Linked DNA regions of Ovis aries: region 2 is linked to region 1. A link is a contact called in public Hi-C data. All regions are on one chromosome and are shown on one strand. Each heading gives the region's core, a stretch centred on a gene start, on an enhancer-like site or on the middle of the called end of the contact. The rest is flanking DNA. Distances are from core to core; before and after follow the strand shown.

Region 1 (3,734 bases), core at 874-3,373:
AACGTTCTCATCTAATCCTTACACCTGCCCTGGGAGGAGGAGTTAATACACCCATTTTATGAAACCAGAAGCTGAAGTGCATGAGGGAGGTTCTGGAACTAGTCTCGGATCTCATGACCAGGAACTGGCAGTCACCCAGCCTTCCTGACCCCCCTTCAGACCGGCTTCCACAGCAGCTCTTTGCAGAGGAGCATGGCGATCGTCCGTTTTCTCTAGAGGCAAGCCTCCATCATTCCCCACAGTGAGACCAGGCAATCTGTTCTCTTCACCTGGAGCTGAGTGAAGACTGTTCCCCATCCTCCCCTCCTGCAAATATTGGGGGCTGGGATGGGGTGGGGGGAAGATGTAAAGAAGCAAAAGGGCTGCTGGAGAGTGCTGGAGAGAGGTGCTGGGAGGGGTCGCTGCTGCCCTTGGCATTGGGCCCAGCAGAGGAGTGGAAGGGAGCAGAAGTTCCTAGAACATGAGCCCAATGCCAGCTGTTGCCGTGTTCTCATCTGCCTGTGGGAAAATGAGAAAAATAAGGACAATATAATGAGGTTTTCATAAAGATTTTCATCAGTCTGAAGGACTGTCCTCTTACCTGAGTTGTGTATTTTCCTGTGTGTATGTGTGTGTCTTAAAGGACTTTTCCTTTGACATTTCCTTTTAAAGTCCTTAACTCAGCAAAATGAAAAACTGGTGACCAGATCAGATCCTAAATTGTTGTTTTGGAAATATTACTGACCTGAGAAATCTGAAGACTGGGAACCACTGAGCTAGCTCTTAGTTCTTGGTGGGACCAGACATAGAAGTTGTTTTTTAATTGAGGGATAATATCTGAACAGCTGGAAAAACTCAGGGGGAAAAGGGAACGGGTGGGGTTCCTGCCCAGATTCAGCCCCACAGCCCAGGCATCCCCAGGAAACTTGAGCAAAAGGAGTATTTGAGTAACTGTACAGGGAATTCTGAGAAAGGCCTCAGGGCCAGTTCTCTATGCCACACACCCTCAGCCTCTTCTGTGATCCAGAGACAGGTGCAAATATTCCCTTAAACTTCACCCCTGCCTTCCCCAGCCCTCTCAAGGCTGGTTCCAAAATAGCCCAGGCCCTGGAGGAGACGTCATGGGTTAGGCTGGCTGCCTGCCCCTCAGAGAGGGCACGTTGGTAATGCCAAGGCCAAATATAGAGGGACACAGGACACCAGAGGGGGCTTGGGGCTTGAGGAACCATGTCAGCTTCAAGATGCCTACCCTACCCCCTCCTCTTCTGAGCCCCGAGCCCCAGAGCAGCTGGGAGGCAGTGCCTCCTGGCCTGGCCATGGCCCTGGAACATGTCTTAACAAGTCCTGATTAGAGCTGGAGGCGGGCTAAGGGGGTGCAGGGCCTGGGCTGGGTGTGAGCATGGGGACACCGCCTCCATCTGGGGGTCTCTCAGTGGTTTTATAGGCGTCACTTCCCACAAGTTGCACTGAGATCAGGAGGCTCAGGAGACAGGGGAATTAGGTGCCTCCCAGGCAGAAGCACTCTTGCCTTCCTTTCTTCCCAGCTTCTGAAGGAGACCAAGGCCATAAACCTGGGGGTTGGAGGCAAAGAAGAGTACAGGTAACCATGCCAAACCCCAATAAACCACTGGTTCAATCGGACTGCATATAATTAGTCCTGATCGCCAAGGTTGCCTCCACCCTTCACTCCCAGGAATTAAAAGTCAAAGGGCAGAGCTGCTGACGCAAATGTCAGGGGAGACAGGCACTTTGGATCAGCTGGGATCCTGTTCCCTGGGCTCTGCCGCTCTGGCGCCTTGGACATGGCGTCTTCCGGGCCAGGCTCCAAGAGCCCGGTGTCCATACAGGGAAGGGGGTCCACTGCCTCCCCCTCTTCCCGGTTCTAAGATGAACTGTATCTGGTTGGAGGTTAATCAGAAATTTCTGTGACATGGCATTGCCAATGCCTGGGGAATTGGGGAGAAGCAGCAGCTCAGTATCTTGTGAGCCCCTCTCCTTCCCACACCTAAAAAGGAGGAAGAGAACTCTGCCCTCCCTTCCAGGGGGCTGGCTCCCTAAAACCCGATGTCTGCCCCCCAAGGTTGCCCCTATAGCAGGCAAGCCCTGGGCAACTGCACTGTGGTCTGTGCACCAGTGGTGACCCCCAGTGGCCAGCGTGGGACTTGGGTTACTGCAGAGCTGACGCTGAGCTCAGCCCGGAGCAGTGGCTGGGGAGCTCCAGGGTGTGCAAGGTTTAGGGATTTGATTTTGGCAAGAGGGCTGTTGGCATTTTGAAGTATTTTTGGATGTGCTGATTTTTCCTGATTGAACTGTGGCTGGATCTTGGCCTAGAAGGTCCTACTGTTGGCAAATCAGCTCCAACATGTCTAAGAATGTGCTCATCTGCTAGCCCTGAACCTGTTCCTCCTCCTGACTTCCCTGTTTCTATTAAAAGCATCATCACCCTCCCAGTCCTTCAGGCTCTGAACCTCAAACCTCCGAGTCATCTTCCACGGCTCCCCACACTGGGCTGGGTACCTGGTCCTGCCCCTCCTTGCTCTGCAGGTCACTCTAACAACCCTCTCCCTGGTACTTATGGCCACTGCCCCAATGAGTGGGCCTCTCACCTGAGCAACCACCATTCTCAACATGCCTCTGGGCCAGACCTGGGTACATGACTGGTCCTCCACTTACTCGCTGTGTGACCTTGAGCAAGTTACTTATCTTCTCTGAGCTCAGCTTCCTCAGTTGTAAAATGAGGATAATAATTACAGTTTCCACCTCAAAGAGCATTGCAGAAATTAAATGACAGAATATACATAAAGAATCTGTCACATAGGAAATGCTCAATGCATGTGAATTATGAGAGATCATCCATCCAGTCCAATTTCTCCAGGGTAAACAAGTAAACTGAGGTCAGAGGCTGAAATGAGAGCTGATGTCTGCAATTGAGTTCTAGGCGTCTTCACAGCTTGCTACAGTGCAGGCTGAGTAGAAGTTCCTGAAGTCTTGAAGTTCTTCCATTGCACCCATCACCATGTTCTAAACCCAGAACCAAAGGCCACCTTCTGAGTTCACCTTCTTTAGGGGCAGGTATTCCTGGTAAGTGTTGAGGTCATGCAGCCACAGCAAATATTCTCTGGGATGAGACAACTACAGGTCACGTCCAGTGGCTGAGTAAGGCTGGTCGGGTTGGCCTGGCCTAGCTGCCTCCCTGGGGCCGCTAGGCACACAGCAGAGGTCCAAGGAGGGCAAGCTCTTCCTCTTGCAACCCTGCCCTCACATCCCTCTCCCAACTCATGCTCACCCCACCTCTAGTCCCCAGCGACCTTGGTTTGGGGGTCAGAGGGAGGGGGCAAGCTAATTCAGCTGGCTTCCCATTAAGGCACAAATGAGCACCTGAAGTCCACAACCTCATTGAAATGAAAGGTGAGAGCCTTGTTCTGGGAAGTTTTAAAAGGGACTTTTCTGCACAAAGCAGCAGCTGTAAGAAAAGCAGATGATCCAGGTTCAAACATAGGCCTATCCTAGGGCCCCTGGACACTTACTGTCTAAGACAGTGGCTCTGGAACAGGGATAGTTTTGTTCCCAGGGACATCTGGCAATGCCCGGAGACAGTTTTGGTTGTTATAACTTGGGAGGGGGCGTGTGCATCTTCTCCTGGCATTTAGTGGGTAGAGGCCAAGGATTGCTACTAAATATCCCACGATGCACAGAACGACCACACGACAGAGAATTCTTCAACCCAGAGTCACCAGTGCCCAGGTTGATAGAAG
Region 2 (3,746 bases), core at 814-3,313, 150 kb before region 1:
TGTCTGCTGTCTGTGGGGCTTCTGCCTAGGATGTTGCTGCTGCTTTTGTTTCTCTCAGGTTTGGGGGTGTCTTCCTCACTTCCGGAGACTCAGGCAGGCAGGAGGCTGAGAGTCCCATCACCTGCCCAGCCTACCTGCTGCTGTGAGCTGTGACTCTTGCTGCCCTGATTCCTTTCTTCACATGTGTGTCTATGTGCTGGTTAATATCTGTAGTATTTGTTTTGTTTTTTTTCAGGGTCTACAAATAATTTTATTGAACAAATAACCCAACAGCCTTCCTAGATTGAGGACTACCCTCCCCAAGCCATTTCTCACACTAACTTAAAGCACAGAGTTTGCACAGTAAGGAATTAGAAGTCAGGAACCCTCCTACACTGTTGGTGGGAATGCAAACTAGTACAGCCACTATGGAGAACAGTGTGGAGATTCCTTAAAAAATTGCAAATAGAACTACCTTATGACCCAGCAATCCCACTGCTGGGCATACACACCAAGGAAACCAGAATGGAAAGAGACACATGTACCCCAATGTTCATCGAAGCACTGTTTATAATAGCCAGGACATGGAAACAACCTAGATGTCCATCAGCAGATGAATGGATAAGAAAGCTGTGGTACATATACACAATGGAGTATTACTCAGCCGTAAAAAAGAATTCATTTGAATCAGTTCGGATGAGATGGATGAAACTGGAGCCGATTATACAGAGTGAAGTAAGCCAGAAAGAAAAACACCAATACAGTATACTAACACATATATATGGAATTTAGGAAGATGGCAATGACGACCCTGTATGCAAGACAGGGAAAGAGACACAGATGTGTATAACGGACTTTTGGACTCAGAGGGAGAGGGAGAGGGTGGGATGATTTGGGAGAATGACATTCTAACATGTATACTATCATGTAAGAATTGAATCGCCAGTCTATGTCTGACGCAGGATGCAGCATGCTTGGGGCTGGTGCATGGGGATGACCCAGAGAGATGTTATGGGGAGGGAGGTGGGAGGGGGGTTCATGTTTGGGAACGCATGTAAGAATTAAAGATATTAAAATTTAAAAAATAAAAAACTAAAAAAAGAGACATCAACCAAAAAAAAAAAAAAAAAGGAATTAGAAGTCAGACTTTGCCCCAACAACATCATGGACTAGATCAGTTACAGGCTATTTGCAAGCTTTTACATTTTAAGTATTCCTTTTATGGTTGTTCTCTCCTTTCTGCCCCTACACAGAGCTCCAGTGTTTTTGTCTTGACTGATCCTGAAAGGATGGGCATACCAAATGGAAAGGGGTTGTGGGCTCCTCAGAGCTACTGGCACCAGCCCTAAGGTGCTGTGCCTTACCAAAGGGTTGAGGATGTATAAAGGCAAGGAGGATTAGACGCAGCGGGTGAGATGGGGCACAGGCATCCAGAATCCTTCCTGGTCTCCCTTCTATGCCCTCTCAACTTGGGGTGGGGGGTAACAACTAGTTGCAGTGGGGAGGGATCATCCCAGTTCTGGGTAGAGGGAGAAACCTACACCAGTCCCTCCTCTTATTAACAGTCAGCAAATTGTCCATTCATCTGGGGCTGGGAACAAATGGGCAGGTAGGCAGGAAGAATCAGGCTTGTTCTGCCCCCAGCTTCTGTCCAACACTGGAGTAATGGAGGTAGCAAACAATTGAAATGCTCCAACAAGAGAGTAAAGGCAGTGAGGGAAAGGAAGTTTCCACTTGTGTACAGCTCCCATAGCCCTGGGGCTGGAAAAAGGCAGACCTTGCTTGTAAAGTGCTGTAGTCTCCAGCAAGGCTGGGCCCTAGCGGGCTGGGAAGAATGCAGGCCAGGCAAGGGCACAGGAACCAGACATTCTTGACTAGCATGTGCCCTGCCATGCTCCTTGTAGGGATTGCTGGGAAAGGTGGACTGGTAATTCTGCCATCAGCCCTCGCCAGCTACCAGTCACCTCTGGTCCACATACAACCAAGAGCCAACCAGCGTTTAGGACAGCCCTGCTCACAGCTGAAGGTTCCAGGCCAGTGGAATTTATTCATGGTTGTGGCCCCAGTCTAGGTTCCTCAGTCGAAGCCACACCTTGAGCTTGGGGATTTCTTGCTGGGGCAGGAGGTGTTTACGCCTGTCACTGCCCTAGGCTCACACCTCACAGAAGTTCACAGGGAAATCCACAGGGATGAATCCAGTTTCACGGTGCCCTGAGGAATCAGGTTCTTAATTCACCCGCCTCAGTTTGGCCTGCTTCTGCCTGTTCTTGCTGACAATTGTCTCCTCAAGGAATTCGTGAGCCAGATCCCATCCTTGTCGTAGACCATGGAGCTGTGGCCCATGAATACAAAGAGGGGCAAAACTTGGGCCTCACAGTTGCGCCGAAGTTTGCTCAGCGACCTCCAGGGCAAGACCTCCCTGCCCCAAGGCGAAGGGCCACAGGCCCCAAGCTTTGGAGCCACTGGTGCCCATGCCCGGGCGGCAGGTGCACGGCAGGCCCCGGGGCAGGTTCACTCTTATAAGGCCGTTGCTGCCATGCCCTGCCTGGGCCTTGGCTTGCAGACGCTGCTGCCGTTTTCTCTCCACAGAAACCTCTGGTATTTGTTGCTTTTTATTTACAAAGCAATATAATGCTTTTGATTAAAAAAGAAGTAAAAAAAAAACAAACCCTCAAAAGCATAGAAAGTAAAAAATTCAGTTTTCCTCGTTTACCGCTGATCCTCTTTACACTGTCTGCACTGTTCGCGGAACCCAGGGTAGGCAAGGTGCAAGCTAAGAATCTGGAAGGAGTCTTGCGGAGCTGTAGGAACTGCAGATATGTTTATTCTCTCCTGGCTGGCATGGCAACCGTAACACAGCCATAACATAACCACGATGCCACTCCAGCGTAGCCCCGGTGCAGCAGCAGCCAGGGCTTTCATGATGAAGCTCATACATCTCAAGAAGTAGCCTTCTCAAGCCACACGTCTAGAGAAGTAGCCTGTGACCAAGCGAGTACCTCGTGACATGCGTGTGCAGAGCTGTAAGCGGTCTCAGCTTTACATAACTGCAAAGTCACTGCTTATAGAACACAAGGCGAGAGAGCCTGACTGGCGCCGTCTTGTTAGTTTCCCCATGCCTGTGCACCTTCCAGGAATCCCCAGAGTTCCCACAAAGGCAGGGGTGTCTACTGCCTGGTTCCCTGATGAGTGTCTAGCACACCGGAGAGACCAGGGCTTGTTGCTTTGGGGTACCCAATGTTCGTTGAATGAATAAAAGAGTTTTGAGTAAATGAGCATGAGTAAACTCATGGTATGAATTTTCCAGTGTTTTTTCTATGTGTACACCAGCATAAATATATTTAGGGAGAAAAGTGGTCTCATGCTATAAATGTGGTTCTGAACTTCCTTCCGAATTGAACGAATCACTGTGGGTATTTCTCCATGTTACTGTATACTAGGAAATGGCAACCTACTCCAGTCTACTTGCCTGAACAGTCCCATGGACAGAAGAGCCTGGCAGGCTACAGTCTGAAGTGTCACAAAGAGTCGGACATGACTGAGCCACTAGGAAGCAGCAGCAGGGTTTCCCAGCTTTGGCACTATTGATCTTCAGGGCAAGATTGTTCCCTACTGGGGCGCAGTCCTGTGTGCTATAGGATGTTGAGTAGCATCCCTGGCTGCCACCCACCAGTAACACCCTCCACCATATGATTAAAAAGTAAAAGGTTCTCTAGATGTTGTCAAATGTTCCCTGCCTGGGAGGCAGAATTGCCCCTGAAGAAGAA

What was found. Hi-C and Micro-C count contacts between places; a contact is called where the count stands out from the background.
Region 2: a Hi-C map of mixed tissues shows a contact between it and region 1, with 3 times the contacts expected there. The contact joins two enhancer-like sites. A contact is called at or near these places in 8 of 16 Hi-C or Micro-C datasets (hypothalamus, liver, mixed tissues and 4 more).

What each region holds. Positions count from the first base shown.
Region 1 is chr11:35,547,205-35,550,938 of ARS-UI_Ramb_v3.0, reverse strand. No RefSeq gene overlaps it. Among named protein-coding and RNA genes, the nearest start is that of TOB1, 75 kb to the left of the region's middle. Within about 2 kb of position 2,123, at least 26 of the 54 cell types and tissues checked have an H3K27ac peak or open chromatin away from gene starts, as enhancers often do.
Region 2 is chr11:35,701,733-35,705,478 of ARS-UI_Ramb_v3.0, reverse strand. No RefSeq gene overlaps it. Among named protein-coding and RNA genes, the nearest start is that of ANKRD40CL, 11 kb to the left of the region's middle. Within about 2 kb of position 2,063, at least 5 of the 54 cell types and tissues checked have an H3K27ac peak or open chromatin away from gene starts, as enhancers often do.